Regions from separate parts of the Mus musculus genome. Here regions 2, 3 and 4 are each linked to region 1. Evidence: chromatin contacts called from public Hi-C data. All regions are on one chromosome and are shown on one strand. Each heading gives the region's core, a stretch centred on a gene start, on an enhancer-like site or on the middle of the called end of the contact. The rest is flanking DNA. Distances are from core to core; before and after follow the strand shown.

Region 1 (4,332 bases), core at 759-3,258:
AAAGTTTTCTCCCTTCTCTCTCTCTCTCCCTCCACCCTTGCGCAACAGCAGTAGTCCTCTAGAGAGGGTATTTGAATTGGCGAATTACACCAAAGCCTCTTTTCTTCAAATGAAGTCACGGACGCTAATGGCCCTGGCTTGTAAGGCAGGACGGACCAAACTGAACTGGCACAGACAGCAGGTAGACTAGCGCTGGGTGAGGGACGCCAAGAGGTGCGGATCACTGTGTGAGCCCCAAATCCTCTCGCACTCGGTGGGAAGCAAAGGGGAAAGCCCTGGAATCTGAGGAGGGGGAGGGAGATGGTGCGATGCTGCAGCTGGAGTACTTTTATGTCTGGAAGCTTTAAAGCCTTTTGAATTAAAAAGAAAGGAATCATTGCCTAGATTGTCGCATCAGCCATCAATGACTGGAACAGTTCTTTCCCAGAAATTAAAAAGAACACCCCCCCCCAAAGGATAAAAAAGAGTCAAAATAACTTAGGAAGGAGAGGCTTAAACAATAGATCCTCACCTCCATCCACCCCAATAAAGGGGGATTGTGCAAAAATTTGTGCTTTACAGATTATGACCATGTGCATGTTTGTGATTGATAATTACCAAACTCTTGGCCAAATGTGAAGTGAAAACCAACATTTAAATGCTCCTCAAAGCAACTCGGAGGAATGAGAAGGATCATCAGTTAAAGACCATAGAAATGTTCATAAAAGCACAAAACAGGGACCATATTAACATACTTATTAAAAAACTGAGGGCAGGGGTGGGCAAGTGTGAAGACGGAGGCAATTACATTTTTCATGTAAAGTCCCTCCCTGAATTTCAATGTGTTAGAACCCAGATAATCAGTGGCTTCTGAGAGCTCTCTTCATCTGAATGGAGACCTCCCTGACCAATTAACTGTCCCCAGCACAATTTACAAAATCTAAATGCATTGCAAAATGCTGCCTAGACAGTAACCATGATGACCAGAACAATGTGCCCAGGAACATATTGGATATTGTGTAAAGAATGATGCTCTCAAAACTCGGGACTCTTCCTGGCCATGTAGTGACATGTCAGTATGTAGGATCCTACTAAATCACTAGACACACTTAACCAAAGTCCTCTCTCAACCATTCAGTTGTTTAGGATGAGATGAACACTTGCTGACCTGGACCACCTTCTAAAGATCAGAGAGACTAGTGAACTTTCTCAAACCCATACATAGCCAGCCCTCCTTCAGAAATACCTATCCTACAGGCATTATCATAGACTAATAGAAAAAAAATACCCCCTCAAATGGCACAATGCTGTGTTCCAAGAGGGGTACATTCCTGGGAGGTGATGTCCACATTACCTGATAGAAACGTATAAGGATTGAGGAATTTCTTTTTAAAGGAGGTATTGGGGTAAGTTATTTCATGGGCTACATCCTACTAGTTCGATCATGTACTAATGGTCACACAAATAAGTATTTGCAATCTGAAATTAACTGAACAAAGAACGCAGAAAAAGACAGAGACAGAGAGAGAGAGAGTGGAGAAAAAGTAGTGCTTATTTTTTAAAAGTAAAAATTAACACAAGTAGTAAAGTACTCATCACATATAAAGAAATACTTACCAGAGGAAAGTTAATGAAGCAAGATGAGTGTGAGAGAAACATATCCACGATTCAAGGAGACATCCCATGATCTTCCAAAGCAGTGTAGAGTGGTGAGCTGCAGGAAAGTAGGAGTTGGAAACACTCAGTAGTTCCTGGTGGCATCTAATCAGGTGAAAGTCACTTATTCCAGGGGCCAAGAACCCAAAAATGTTAAAGAAGTGCTTTCTTTCTTTCTTTTTTTTTTCTTTTCTGAGAATGGTTAACAGTGGGAACCTTTCTTATGATAATCCTCAGGCAAACAAATGTACCAAACTGGAAGTACCCACAAAGTGAGGAAGCTGGGTAACCCAAGAGAACAGGATGAATAAGACAAACAGATCTCCAAAGAGAAGTGAAAGGATGTGTTGTAAACAGGAGTAGACAACTAGTGAGCTAGGCTGTAGTCATCTTCAGAGAGCAGCAGCACTGATTTAGGCTGCTGGGGATGATCCAATGAGAATTCAGGAGAGCAGCGCTTCGGAAATCCTGCAGGATCTTCCCACTCACAGTTCTTTTCAGAGTTTACCTGCACTGGGAATGTTATCATTAGGATTAATAGTATTCCATCAGTGCATTTCACTAGCACTTCCTTGGAATCCTTTCCCTTGCAGAAACTGATCCAGGCATAGTAAGAAAATCGACTTAACACACAGCCCAAATAAACCAGCAGGACCGGTCCCATTGCATTGATCTAATCCTCAGCGATTTTTTTTGCATAGACAGGGGCTGGGAGGTGAATGGTTGAAGGTCGTAGTCACTCAGAGTTTTCGAGGGCGCTATGCTTTGGAGGGTTAGCAAGATGACCAAGAGGCTGATGATGGGTTACCTAGGCGGCAGCAGCCTTCCTAGGTCCCACTTCCTCGTTAAATCATGCAGCCTGTGTTTAAGGCAATTGCTTTCAGTACTGAGCCCCTGCGCTAAAGACCATGCTACAAGAAGCTAGATGTTAGGGCAGTCCGAGAACTGTCCCTGGTCCACTGGGGGTGGGGTAGGAGGGGTGCACGAGTGGCCGTCTGTGCCATGTCTGCCTTGCATTTGATTCCAGCAGTTACCAAGCTAAACTAGAGAAAGAAATAGCTTTGTTGTGGATTGCATTGTCGAGCCATTTTCGTGTCCTGATACCGCATAAACGATCACCTGATCGCTGGATCGATTGGGTAAGATTAGCCTGATCTCTTCTCCCTTTCTCTTTTTGTGACCACCCCCTGCCATCCCTTCGCAGTTCTCTCCCTAAACCTTTCTTTCTCTGCTTCCATCCCTATCTTCTCTTCTCCTTTCCTCTCGGAAATCTACTGTCACTGGGGAACTTGCCTGTTTGAGCTTATAACACTGTAACCGATTTATTTATTTATTTATACCACGGATTGACCATCACCTCCCTTCTAAAAGTATTTTTGGGGTGGAAGATTCTGGGTCCTTATCTTTAGAGATTCTCTGAATGACCCAGAAGGTGTGTAGAGAGTACAGTCAGGTAGGAAAGTCCTTAGTTAGCCCTGGATTCCAGCTCAGTCTTGCTGAAGCTTACAAATTATATATCTGTCTGTTTTAGAAATCGAAAGAGAAGGTAGCTTGGTAATCGATTTATTTGTTGTAGAAACTGAGTTCCTGAATGGTGGAAGGGTTAATCATTTACGGAGGATAAAAATGTTCTTCATAAGTAATCTTATTTTCTGCGGTTGAAAAGGCAACACATTGCTTCTCAGCGACCCATCCCCCACTCCATTCATTTATATCCTTTCTGTATGTAAATCACGGAGGAGCTGGGTCACTGGAAATTTTCTTTTCCTCTTTCTTAGGAGAGTAGAAGCCTGCAAATGTGAAATTGGGGGCGGGGGGGGGCGCTTTGGAAACAATATCAACATTTTAAGGTCCTTCCTATCTTGTATAAAAATACTCACAGGTAAAGTATCTTTGGTTTCTTAAGGATTCCTCTCACCTTTAACTCTTTCTTTTCTGGAAATGATGTGAATTTTGGTGTAGCAGCTCATGTTAAATATACTATAAGCACACTTTAGCTAGCTCTGTTTTAAAATTAATACTGTTTCAGCTATAGTAATAATGCTATTGGTTGTTTTACCCCATCTTACAGGAAAGATAACATTAGAAATATTTTATTAAGTATGTATCTTAGTTCCAATTCGTATATCTGATCCACTGTCCCAATTGAATATTTGCTGGTCGTGATAAAGATTTCTGGCTTGCCCAAAGTCTATAGCACACCCACTTGTGAATGGTTATCTTGAAGGGAGGGCATGTACAAACTTGTGAAGGAGCTGAACAGCTCTTTGATAGTACTGCGATTATATTCTGCTAAATGTGGAGAATAACAAGTCTTGAAACTGGCATGAACTTGGATTATAAGTGCAAGCTGACGATTTTGGATCCAAAGTATTACACGATGATGCCAAATAGAAAGCATTGCAATTTTGAATTACCAAATATGTTTCACTGTCAAAACATGTATATTAATTTTTCTCTGTTGTTAATCCTAGTGTGGTACCTTATCTCCAAATTTCAATAATAAAAGATACGCTAATTAGTGTAAACATGCATGTCTTTTGCAAACATGAGGACTTCATTCTCAACATAAATATATATTGAAATTCTATTGATTAAAAACAAATTTATGATAACCATCATTATAGAAGTCTGTACTATAACATAAAGAAAGGAAGAGAGCCAAGTGCCATGCATCTGAAACAAATTGAAATATGT
Region 2 (4,332 bases), core at 598-3,097, 470 kb after region 1:
CAAGAAATATGGAGATACTAAAAGAAGTCATTTATATTTATAATGCGCTCAGTATTATTTTCCTTTATAAAAGTTGGCTTGACTGATCCAGCTTTCTGAAACCTGTGATTTATCTGGAGTTGCCCCTGGTGCTGGATCCTCTGTCATCTGACCTTTATCTCTAATAACAGGGAGAAACTTCGCAGAACAGTGGGAAATAAAGGCATCTTTCACTCAGATAAATATTAGTTTCAAACATGTTTCCTGGTAAAATATGGGGCAGAAGTAAACTGCCAGAGGTGAGTAGGTGACTTCTTTGCTCCCAAAATGCTTTATTAAGGAACAGTTTGAGGCTAAAAACATTACATGTTGGTAATTCCAAGCTTCTTTTACAGCAAATATTTCTGTAAATAATATAGCAATTATATTGCAGATATCTTTGCATTATAAGAACAAAATTTCCAAGTAATAATTGATGACCATGTAATAATTGATTATTTTATCATTAAATTTAATGATAAAATAATCTATTAAGGTTATTGTCCAGATATTAACAGACCACTAAAAATTTTTGTAAACATATTCACAAATAATATAAAATCTCCAAAATTTCTAAGTAAAAATATATTTCTGTCCTAGAAGAAATTCTCTTTGTACAACTACAATTATAATAGAGCTTTAACTGAGTAATTTTCCCTTTAAAATTAAAGTTGGAAATTCTCAGTTTTGGCCACTGAAGTTTTTTTCTAAAGTGGTAAGTAGTTGATATGAAGATCTATAATTATTCAAAGTTCTTAGAATAAACCCTTATGAAATTTTGACCCTAAATGGAATTTTCAGGGCTGTCCTGAACTCAGGTGATGGCACAGAAGTAATGGAAACAATGTAAGAATGAGAAGATGGGAAAGTGTGCTGGGAAATGTCTTCTGAGCATGATGTGGTTGTTCCTTTCATGATGTCACTGCAAATGTGGTTACTTACACAAGACCAACATGAGTCTATGCTGGAAATATCCATCAGACAGCATCAATTGGGACTAAGCAGTTATTAAAATAAAAAAAGAACACACAGAAGTTTTGTGGATCTGTTGTATACTCTATAAAGACAATGTGCGGAGTAAGTTGGAAGGTTTTGTGTGTGTGTGAAATTGTTAATAAACAAGAATTTGTTTGATTAAATAAAAAACATAAACCTAAATATATAACCTAGCATCTTATGATTTTAAATGAAGTAGTAGGGTAAAGCGATAGCTTGAAAACTCCAGCTCTGTTTTCTGTGTTCAGTTAACATGATGCTCTAGGAAAAAATAAACAGCAAATGAGGTTCTCATCCTGTGCTTGGCTTTCTGGACAACAGCTACAATGGGGTAGGTTGCACTGTGGTCCTTAGATGAACCGCTAATGGGAAGCATGCCAGGTGCCCTGCTGCCCAGAGCAGAGTAATGAAATGTGTCAGCACCTGCACCATCCATCTGCAGAGCACATTTCACTCTACCCAAGAGCCCTCCTGGAGAAGAGCTCTGGAGCGTACATACATATGCTGGCCTGTCTGCCCACTACAGCTTCACTGCTGTATTTTTAGGGCTGTCCACGCTAGTACCCAGACAATGCTCAGCATTTGTATATGTTCTGCATATTGATTCTGCATCTTTTTTGAAACAAAAACGTGGCAATAGTTGCTTTAATTCCAAAACTAATTTTGTGGGGGGAAAAAAAACCCTCAGCATGGTAATATTTCAGTAGAGGAAAGGTTTAAGTACTTTTAAACGAAAGTTGAACCCTTGTTCATATTTGATGAAAAATATTCAATCATGTACTTTGAACAAAATGGAACAGAGATAAATGTAGCAGACATTGTACGTTTGGCCCAGTAACTATTAAGCTTCACAGCTCTGTTGCTCACAGGAAATGACCATCTGAGGCTGATAATGACCTTGCACAAAAGACTGCCATCTTTTAGGAAATTTCTGGATTATAATCACCAGGAATCTAAACATTATGAATATTTTAAACACGAGTTTAGAACAGTCTGAAGATATGTTCAAGTTTCAGAGTTCCCTGAAAGATCAGATTCTTCAGATATTTCCAGACTATAATTTAGGTCTTTTTTACTCAATTTTGCCTTCTTCCTTTACTTTGATTTTTTTCTACAATTACTCACTAATGAAACAAAGTCACTGTACTTATTTATTTACTTATTTATTTATTCATTTATTTATGACAGGATAGTATCTATTTTTCATTATTATAAAAATTTGAACAGTTCATTATGAAAAAGAAATAACCTTGATTAAGAGAGCATGTGTACCTTATTCTGATACACATTTACATTAAGATACTTGACAGATGTCAAAGTAAAAGCAGGTTAGTACAATGGTAGTGTGTGTTCAGGCTTTATCATGACTCTTGTCTTATTTAATTACCAACATAATACTTCCTCTATTACAGAAAGAAGGTATACTTCCTCAAACATTTTGCAACCAAGTAACCTGACAAAGGCTTGCTTCACCAGTACTTGAGTATATGATAGAAGTAAGCATATTGATAGACAAGAGAGTTTACTTTAAAATCTGTTCTGTAGAAGAAGTTAAAGTGGATCATGCACCTCTACATCATTATGTTGCCTAGCAAATTTTTTAAATCCAGCCTAAATCTTCAAATTATTTGTAACAATTAAATTATAGTAACTTAATTGTGTGCCTGCTTCTTTATTTCTCAGAAAGTTTGTGCTGTTCATTTCAATAAAACTTTTCATATTTTTTTCATCATAAGATATTCTCTGTTACTTAAAATTGGAATTTATCTACAGATTTGCTTTTTACAAGAACCATATTCATGATAGCATTAACTGTCTTACTATTAGTAATATGTCAGTCTTCCACAGTGTAAATATAATGTAATGTCCTATGTATGAATCCCTCTTCTGACAAAGGTATAGTATTTTCCTGGAACAATATCATAAATTTAAACAATACTATAACTTTAACAAGTTTGAATAAATTATCTATAATTTTCCTATTAAAGGTACAACTCTGCATTCTCTTGGTGTTTAAATTTCTCCAAATATTTAATAGTGTATAGGCAACCAATATACCTAAGTAGGTGATGAGGTAGAATTTATTTCTGTGTTGAAAATCTGTTAATAATGATGGGACTGGGTGAGATAAATACCTATTCATTATAGTTTTAGTAAAAAGTATCCTAGATGCCATTTCACATCATTTTGATCATATTGTAGATTTGATGAAAAGACAAATCTTTTTTTTTTTTTTTTTTTTTTCCCAGAGCTGAGAACTGAACCCAGGGCCTTGCGCTTACTAGGCAAGTGCTCTATCACTGAGCTAAATTCTCAACCCACAAATCTTGTTCTTAAACCAAAGGTCTAATGTAAACACAAAGGTACTAATAATGATAAGATAAATCGTCACCCATTGCTTTACTTAAGTATTGTATCAAGCAATATATTTTGTGTATGAAGCAATATTGTACTCATTTGCAGCTTGGCATGGCAGAGAGTTGATAAGATATTTTATAGAGGCCTTACAGAGATCAGCAGATAATGAAGATGCATAGAATAAGTGACTTCCGAATTGTCAACTTTAAATGGGGTACCTGTATCATTCATACTTCCTCCCCAAACTTCAAGCATCTTTGGGAAAGTGGGAGCAGAAAGATCAGAGCCACAGGTAAAGGATAAATGGACAAACATAAGGAAAATTGTTTTCTGGGCAAAAATGGATAGTTACACATGAAGATCTTACCTTGGGTATAAAAGCATACACAAGGCCTATCTAAACGCAAGCAAGACAAAAATGTCAGCATAAGGCAGTGAAGTTGGCACAGAGTCCATACCTAAGTATGGAGATTTTACCAATAATCATTTGTTAGTTTTGCTTGTCTCTTTTAAATTCCTCAGTACCACCTGCTTTGAAGTATACCAATATGGAGAAGATGTTCTTGAAACCAATATTTATAAGCACTTGGCTATAGATGTTATTTACTTTTTTCTGAGAGCTATAGTCTAATCCATTGGCTTGTATGTATTTATTTATGATAATACAACCAAAAACCAACATCATAAACAATGATGAAAATTGAATGTATTTAGACTATAAATAAAAGTCTTCCCAGGATATACCACTCTTGGACATATACATAAAAAAATGCCCCACCATACCATAGGGGCACTATATTCATCATCTTATTTGTGATACCCAGAAGCTGGAAACAACAGAATAATGGATACAAAAAATGTGGTTCATTTACACAATGGAGTACTATACTGTTCAGCTATTAAGAGTGAGGACATCATAAGTTTTACAGGCAAGTGGGTTGAACTAGGAAATATCATCCT
Region 3 (4,332 bases), core at 876-3,375, 310 kb before region 1:
TGTATTTTAATTTATGTATTTCCTTTGCAATTCTATACAAATGAAGTTTGGTCTTGGTTTTGTTATAGTTAAGGGAAGTCAGAGTATCAGATGGGGATTATTTTTGCCAACAACATGGTGGATGCTGCTAATGTTCACTCTCCTAAAAGCGTTCTTCTGTGTGGAAGACAATTTTGAGTGGATGTGGTAAAAGGCTTTGGAACAAAAAAATAGTACTATTTCTCAGTAAATATGATCATTTATATAATCATGTACATATATATATTTATATGGGTTTTATATTTACATTATATATCATTTAAATTTCAGTACAAAAATCTAAGTTTTCATACTAGATAGTAAATGATAGACTGTATTTAACATATAAAATACATTTATGAACAAAAATAATTGTATGAAAACAAGTTGACCCAAATTCAGAGTACATTATTTGAAGAAAAATATATTAATTCTCTAGTTACTTAAAATTAATTTTTTAAAATTGTAATAATAAAAGTAAACATTGTATATCAATTTGTTTTTAACTACTCTTACATTCTCTTCATAACATTACCATTATATATTGCAAATTATCCTGGAATTTTATAAGACTGTGAAACAAAACTTCAAGAATTATTTGCTATTTTGTTTCCCCAGAAAACAAAACTCTGGAACTTCAAAGTACAGTATCATATTTATGCTACTTGCTGTAGCAGTGAACAACTCTGATCACATCTCTCAAAATCACTATTACTATTCTTAGTGGAGCACTCTACGAGCTGGATATAAAGATATAAATGATACCGTATGGCCTAAGAACAGGCGCTTTTGTGGAGTTCTGGTATTGTGTGTAAGAGAAGTGAACTAATGATAAAATCACGGCGATATTACTTCTTTCTCCCAACAATATTTTCAATAGTAATCCAGGCTATAAATGTAATAGCAGGTCTAACACTACTGGCAATATTGAGTTGAAATGGCAAATTGCAATGCTAGGAAAATTGTTATCAGAGGGATTGATCTACAGTGGTACTAATATCTCAAGCTCCCAAATAAATGTTCAATAAAATGATGCTTCACTATTGTGCAAGCTTTGTGATAATGATTTACCCAAGATATAGTACTTTAAAACCTCTAGCCATCTTTCATATGTTAGAGCAAAAGCGAGAAATAAAATGAAAATCCATTCATTTTTATGTTTCCTGGGATTTTTTTACTTCACAATATATTTTGTTTCTCATTCTAAAAAGCCTGGACTCTTGGCAGTAAAGAAAGTCCTTTTTTTTTTTTTTGTATGGAATTCCTGGAAAAAAATAATTCTTATTAGAAATGTGGTTTCACTGCACAAACTGACACAGTGATTTCACCTAAAAAGAGTTAAAAGTTTTTAATATTTTGTTGCCATTCTTAAACTTTTTACATTAAAATTACATTAGTTTTCTCTTTTTCTTTTATTTCTCCTGAACCCTCTCATATACTAACAGCTTTGATCACTCTTGAAACAATGATAACATTTTCTTTAGTTGAGATATATGATTTAATGCATAAATAGGACTTGCTCAGTCTGATTACTGTTACTTCAATGCATATGATCTCAGGGCTGACAGCTTCGAATTTGAAATCTAAGGAAAAAATATTGAAAGACCACTATACAATTCTTTTTTTTTCCTCATGAAACAAGAAGAAACTAAGAAGCAAATCTTGTTGATAATCTATTCATGTGCCATTTCTGTTCACCACTGTATCAGATTGTCTGTCTGACAGTTGCTCATCATAGATCCATACCTATTACATGTCTCATTTCCAGGAAAGTCTCTTGACTTCCATAATAAGCTATTCTCTAAATCTTAATGGCTCAGACAACAATATGGTTTTTGTTCATTTTCATGACTGTAGATCATTAGTAATTTCTGGGGCATTCTCAGATAAAATACCGAAGATCATCAGACTAAGTATCTAGAGCCTAAGGCCTTGTTGTTATCAATATTAGTGAAGAACAGTTCTTCCTGTTTGGCTTTTCTTCTTTGACCCCTAAACAATAGCATTAAGTAAAGCAGTACCAGTTACATATGATGGTACTCTGTCAAGAGTAGGAAAAACAAAGAAGCAGATGGTGTGAGCTGCAAGCATCCCTACTTGGCACTCAGACTGCTGGCCCTTAGATTACAAATTCCTCTCTTTTTCTCACATACACATCATAATCAGACATACCCTCAGAGAGGTGTCGCAGGTGAAAAAGGACAAGTTCACTGATAGTTATAGTCTACAAATTTAAGTGAGCTATGGTTTTCGTATTGCACACAATCAGAAAAACTAAAAGAATGAATTAGGTTTGTCCCATATTTACTGTCAATGGAGTAACAGATTAGTAGCCACCATAAACAATACAGTCCATGAAGGTCATGTGTGGAAGACAGAGAAAAGTCACTGCCATCCTCAATTCCTTCTGGCAGACATGGTAGTGGCTATTTATCTTCAAATTAGAGAAAGTCCTTAGGCTAGGCACATTTCAACATTCTTGAGGTTTTCCATTTACTTAACGTCCAGCTCTGGGAAATGCACTCACAGTTCTAAGACCCTCTCTGTTTGTCTTCTTTTTTAGACTTTCTCTGTTATACTGAAAAGTCCTGGAATATTTCAAAGCTACCAAGATTTAAAAGAAAATGTATGTCAAACTTCTGGTGTGTGTGTGTGTGTGTGTGTGTGTGTGTGTGCGCGCGCGCGCGCGCGCGTGCCAATGTATGTCCTTTGGCCTTTGACTCCCTTATTCTTAACTTTCCAAGACTTGGATTCTGTAATAAGAAGCTGGGGATTTTTGTACATAGGTCCTTTAATTTCTTAAATGAAGTGTGCATGCTATTTAAATAAATGTCCAAACACAGACATTAGTCAACAACACAAAACATAAACACATTTCATTTTAATCTTCCCTCAATGTTGAAATTACAAGTGACAAATGTTCTTCCCTGAAAATAATTGCAGATAAAAGCAATAAGAAAAGGTAATATGAGTTGACAGCTCTTCTTACTATTGCATGGACTGATGACTAGGAAAAAATCAGTATCATTTGTCATGTAAGTAGACCAGTCTAAGTATTCCATTCCTCTATCAGCAAGAAGAGAAGGTTATATAGTAACATTACTCACAGGGACAACTCAATCTATGCAACTTGGTTATTTGGGATTATGTAATGTCTAACTTTTTTATCAATAAAAATTATTTTCTCTTCAACTTATAATTATAATGAAATTGTAAGCAAACATAGTTGTTAAACAGAAATAATGCTATATTAGGAAAATAAATAATAATAAAAGGTAACAAAAATAACATTTTTTTGCTTAAAATAATAATGACAAAAATCTGAATCCTGGTTTTCTATCGTCTTTGTTTGTCTATAAATATAGGTCACATCTCAGATGGAATATCATTTTTTGGCAGCACAGGGGAAGAAGCTGAATTTTACTTTCCTTTGGATTCTGCCCATGACTTACATAAGTATACAAAAGTGTAGACAAAAACACCAGAGAGATATGAAAGCACATGCATGATAAACAACAAATATTAAACACACTTGTTATGTCAAGCAAGACCTGAAACAATATCTGAGTAATAAAAGCATGCAGAAAAACTGAAGAGTATTCGGGGATGTGATATATTCAAATGCAATAGGTTTTACTTTGTGAAAAATTATCTGAAATATTTCCATGAATGAGATTCGATTATGTGCTCTGCAGGAGTAATGGTCTATATTAATCTGAGCAGACGTCAGTGGAATTAGATCATGCCTCCTCCCTCCTTTCTTCTATTACAATGTCAGCATAATATTCAAAATGTCTCAGCAAACTCTTCCCTTCACAACTTTAATAAGTGGATTTGCCAGGTGCAATACTAGCAGGAGGCCTATAATGTATTTAAGTTTGAAAATGAGGCAATTATATTTCAAGGTTCTGATTGGCCACATTTTAATTTGAGACCCATCAGAGGGACTGATTTAGCTGGTGGCTTTCTAAAGAAACCGCCTACATACGCACCTGTTCATTTTATTAAAACAGAAACACCTTGCCAGGGAGGAGAAAAGGATATTGGTCACAGAAACCACAGCAGCTTGGTCCCTCTGCTCTTACTATTGATTACATTTCTTGAGAGTCGCATGGGAGGTTAACTGCTAGCAGGCAATTAACACCCTTACAAAATAATGAAGAAAACATAATTATATTGGGAAACTCCAGAGACTGTTTGTAATCTTAAATGCGATATTCCCAGGTCTCTTTCAATATCTATAGAACCCCAATTCTCTTCCTCATCAACGTAGCCCCTATCTATAACAAAAGCAGTAATTATTAATGTATTATA
Region 4 (4,332 bases), core at 1,053-3,552, 260 kb after region 1:
ATTCTTAACTGCATTTTAGATAGGAATCCTTATGACCACAGATAATTCTAGCTCCCACACTGTATGAAGACGTTTATATTTATAGCAGGCAGAGACCATACTAGAAGAAAGCTACAACTAGGCAAAATTCAGGTAGGAGCTGACTATGTGTGAAGTGTGCAATCCTAACTGATGCATCTACAACACAACTCCTATAGTTAATAAACCAAGAATATGGCAGAGGAGAAGACAAAAAGATTGTAAGAGCCAGAAGATCATGAAAATTATATCTTCTAGGTATGACAGGATAGTTATATCCATGAAATGTCAACAACATAGCCACTTAAACCATGACAAAAGCACTTTACATATTAAAGTGGATGGTATTCCACTACTAAATAAAGAGCTACAGGAAAACAACAACTTCTGAGAAGAAGGTGAGTTAGTCTTCCCCAGGAATAAGCCCCGTACATAGTTGTCCAATCCTTAGCATTAGGCAATAAAAAACATAAACTTACAACATGAACAACAATAAACGGACTCAGCATATTGCATTTATGTGGTGTGTGTGTGAGTGTGTGTGTGTGTGTGTGTGTGTGTGTGTGTGTGATAGTAATAATAAAAGAAGAGAACATGTATTTGATAAGAAGCAAGAAAGGGCATGAGAGAAGCTGAAGGGGGGAATGGTGGAAATGATATAATTATATTTTACTTAAATATTTAAAAATAGTTAAATGAAATTTCACAGTAGTCAGTTGTCTAAGAAGCTAAATGAAGTGACTAATTGATATGGCCAATGTAGAGTATATGTTGAACACTTATATTCTGTTCAAATCGTTCCACTTAAAGTGATTTCCCAAAGAGAAAGATGATGAGACTTTTAGAGATATATTCACAAGCTAGCATGTACATCATAGCACTAGAACATAAAAACAGCCACATAATAATGTTTCAGTATGCTGGCGTACCTCTGCATTCAGACATATTTTCGGTCAGCAGCATTATACTCAAGATTTTTAAATGAAGTAAGAAGATGACACTATACTAGCTTACCTATCCATGAATTTTCCAACTTACCCATGAATATTAGAATGGGATAAAATAGATTATCTTATTATTGATGGTTATATAAAACCCCACTGCTTATAGGCTGGTGCTTTAGTCGTCAATGAACATATAATAGTAGCTTTTCAAAATTAGATTTTTGGGTTCATATTTTCCACTAAGTTTAGCTTTGACAATAACGAAAAATAACCTTTTATCAGCTTACCATGTTATTTTGTTGAAAATATGATCCTTTCTAATGATAAATAATACATGAGGAAAATACAAGTCTCTCTAAGTAAAGGATTCAAAGACTACTGGACTACAGATGAAGCTAAATTTTTACTCTCTATGCTATACTCTCAAATTATCTCACAGAATACACTCTGTACTTATCCTTTACAACTTACTTTAACTATAGCACATAAAAACTTAACAAATTGCTGATATGTGTGTTCTACTGGACTATGGGACTGTTATAATCTACTACATTGAATTTTCTCTATACCTGCATCTCATGAATTTAAAAATACCCACCTATTTTTATTTTCTTGGCTTTGTTATGTTTTCCTCTTCTAAATTGGATTAAAATCGTGGTCTTTGACGCAAAAAGTGGAAAAGGTACACATGAGCTAAATAACGCAGTGTGAAATGATCCCCAAACCTCTCAAAATAGGCACACAGTTGTTGATGCTCTCAGTGTTGAAATAGCAACTGGAATGAACAAACTCTAGTGGCACGGAAGTATATGGTGTGCTTTTAAAGATGCATTCAAAATTAAAATTTGTTAATTGGGAGATCATAGGTTGATATAAGATTAAGTGAATGAATCACTGCTATTATAAGGAAATGATTGAAGAAGGTCAGTTATAATGATGGGTAGTAAACTTATCTCAGATTTTGGATGCTTAAAAAAACAAACGGCATGGTACAGACTCTGGCAAGCTCCCCACTCCTACCCCTTGGCATTGTCACTTCATAGCAGATGGCAAAACTTGGAGATCAGATGTAGGGAAAATTTCTCACTGCAAGCCAAAAGAAAAAGATGGAAAAGCTGAAGATCCACATCCCTTCCTGTGTGTTCTTCCTTCTCCCCATAGTGACACCCTGGAGACAAAGTTTTAACACATAGACTTTGTGGCTTATATACAAACCATAACATACAAATTCTACTTCCATATTAATCTCTGTCTTTTCTCTTTTTCTTTCACTCTCTGTGTTTTATTGTCTGCAGTTATAAAAGAAAGGAAGTGAAAGTTCTGTGGCTTCTGTGACAGTTCTCTGACCAAGACTCAGGCTAACGGAGGGCATCCTGTAACACCTTCTATATAGACATGTGGAGACTCAGAATAAAGAGTATGTAAGGCTTATTACCGGGATGGCTATTGTTGATTGAGAATTTCATAAGTGTAAGTAATATACTTGGATGAAATCCATGCCTCATTCCCTGTTCTTTAATTCCTTACCTAAATCTCACTACTTTTAATCCAAGATTATTATTATTAAAAAAACAAATTCATTTGTTATTTGCTTATTAATTATTTGTTTGTTTGTGTGATAGTTATTAAGTCACTGAGGTCAATGAGTAGCTCCTATATGTACCTGGGTATAAAGACATCTACTAGGGCCTGGGTAGTAGGACAAATAAACAACTGTCATATCCAGCTGTTAACTCTGTGGGTCATTTGCCTAGAACGATATGCTCCATGTTTCCTCAGATAAGTCTATTCTTCCACTGAAGTGTTTAAATATCTTCACTTTTGTCTTTCCCTAAGTATCATATAGTCATAAGCACAATATACACAGATTTTTTCCCCATATTTAATCTGTCACTTTGTACAATAGGCGTTTTCCCTTTATCTCCTCACAACATACTTGTTTTGATCATATTCACTACTCCACTCCATCAAATATTTCCAAATCTTCCACGCACTTTCCATATATACCAAACTGTATATTCTCAACATTTTCTAATTCAATCTAGTCTAATTTAGGCTGTGTGTGCTCTTGGATGTGTGGCCATCCTCAGGACTGTGGCTTTTTCTGACCTTATTGCTGCAGTTATCTCTGAACAATGGACAGGGGGTGTCATGTAGATGACCTATTTAGAGTTGAATGATCTGCAATCCCTTATTCTCTGCACACTGATTGCTTGTAGCTCTCTGTCTCCCCCTCCTCCTTTAACAATGAATTTATTATCTCATAAATTACATCATGACTGCAGTTTCCCCTCCCACCTCTCCCTATTTCTAGTACTGGCCCTCCTTTCTGTCTATCTACTTCTCTGTTTCCCTTAAGAAAAGAGCAGGCTTCCCAGGGATATAAACCTAACATGGCATATCAAGTTGCAATAGGGGTAGGCATCTCTTTCATATTATGGCTGGAAGAAGCAAACTAGTAGGAGGAGGACAAGGGTCCTAAAAGCACTTAAAAGCCTAAGAAACAGTTCTGCTTGCTCAGAAGCACCACAAAAATGTAAAACTACACAACTATAACATATAATGCAGGCTCCCTGATTGTCAATTCAGTACTAGTGATTCTCTGTAAGTCCAGATTTGTTGATTTTGTGGATTTTTGTGTGGGTCCCTTGACTCTCCTGGATCCTACACTCCAGAATTCCCTGAGCTTTGCCTTATGTTTGGCTGCAGCTCTGTGCATCTGTTTCCATCAGTTGCTAGATGAAACCTTGATGGAGGTGGGCCTCTGTCTTAATTACCATCTGTTGTAGAATTCCATGTGATCAGATGGAGAGATCCATTCCTTTATCTTCTAAATTGTTAACTACTAATGTGATATATTTAGTATTATGTCCAGTTACCAAAGTACTTACAGTAGGCTGTATGGCTTTTTAGCTTCAGATCTTGTCCCAAATATTGTTGCTAGATATGGACTATGTCTTATGGAACAGGGGTGAAATGAAATAAGAAATTGATGGGATATTCCCAAGTCATTCATGTTATGAATGAGCACTAGCATATTTTGCCAGGACAGTAGTAATTGTAGCTCATGGGGTTCATGGGTAAGTAAGATAATGATTATTTTTCTCCTACTATAGAATACATTGCACCTTCCATCATTATAAAAATGAGGCAGTAGGGATGAAGATTCCATGTCAGTTCTAGCTTTATTTCTCCATTTACTGTGAAAGCAATGCATATTTCAGCAACAGGATTTTACCGTAAGTTTCTTGGTAGTAACTAAGTGCCCATAATTTTTTTTGACATTAAAAAAGTATATATATATAAAATTTTATTTGTTTACATTTCAAATGATATCTCACTTCTTGGTTTCCCCTCCACAAACAACTCA

What was found. Hi-C and Micro-C count contacts between places; a contact is called where the count stands out from the background.
Region 2: a contact with region 1 is called in a Hi-C map of cerebellar granule neurons, with 4 times the contacts expected there. The contact joins the enhancer-like site here to the promoter of Brinp3 in region 1. A contact is called at or near these places in 3 of 39 promoter capture datasets (the C10 cell line, embryonic stem cells and pre-B cells), 3 of 484 Hi-C or Micro-C datasets (cerebellar granule neurons and cerebellum), 1 of 115 datasets of contacts at active chromatin or transcription factors (acute myeloid leukemia) and 1 of 9 other capture datasets (embryonic stem cells).
Region 3: a contact with region 1 is called in a Hi-C map of cerebellar granule neurons, with 1.6 times the contacts expected there. The contact joins the enhancer-like site here to the promoter of Brinp3 in region 1. A contact is called at or near these places in 2 of 484 Hi-C or Micro-C datasets (cerebellar granule neurons and cerebral cortex) and 1 of 9 other capture datasets (adipose tissue).
Region 4: a contact with region 1 is called in a Hi-C map of cerebellum, with 2.1 times the contacts expected there. The contact joins the enhancer-like site here to the promoter of Brinp3 in region 1. A contact is called at or near these places in 4 of 484 Hi-C or Micro-C datasets (cerebellar granule neurons, cerebellum and cerebral cortex) and 1 of 9 other capture datasets (liver).

Annotation. Positions count from the first base shown.
Region 1 is chr1:146,493,342-146,497,673 of GRCm38.p6, reverse strand. It overlaps Brinp3 (bone morphogenetic protein/retinoic acid inducible neural specific 3), which reads right to left and starts at 2,008. Exons shown (of 8, transcript NM_153539.3): 1 at 1,597-2,008. It overlaps Gm29514 (predicted gene 29514), which reads left to right and starts at 2,512. Exons shown (of 4, transcript NR_166160.1): 1 at 2,512-2,774.
Region 2 is chr1:146,024,941-146,029,272 of GRCm38.p6, reverse strand. No RefSeq gene overlaps it. Among named protein-coding and RNA genes, the nearest start is that of Gm41965, 290 kb to the left of the region's middle. Within about 2 kb of position 1,847, at least 5 of the 459 cell types and tissues checked have an H3K27ac peak or open chromatin away from gene starts, as enhancers often do. A contact at or near this core is called in cerebellar granule neurons and cerebellum, where this site is marked.
Region 3 is chr1:146,799,799-146,804,130 of GRCm38.p6, reverse strand. The region is part of intron 6 of Brinp3 (bone morphogenetic protein/retinoic acid inducible neural specific 3); the gene reads right to left. Among named protein-coding and RNA genes, the nearest start is that of Brinp3, 310 kb to the right of the region's middle. Within about 2 kb of position 2,125, at least 2 of the 459 cell types and tissues checked have an H3K27ac peak or open chromatin away from gene starts, as enhancers often do. A contact at or near this core is called in cerebellar granule neurons, where this site is marked.
Region 4 is chr1:146,229,646-146,233,977 of GRCm38.p6, reverse strand. No RefSeq gene overlaps it. Among named protein-coding and RNA genes, the nearest start is that of Gm41965, 81 kb to the left of the region's middle. Within about 2 kb of position 2,302, at least 21 of the 459 cell types and tissues checked have an H3K27ac peak or open chromatin away from gene starts, as enhancers often do. A contact at or near this core is called in cerebellar granule neurons and cerebellum, where this site is marked.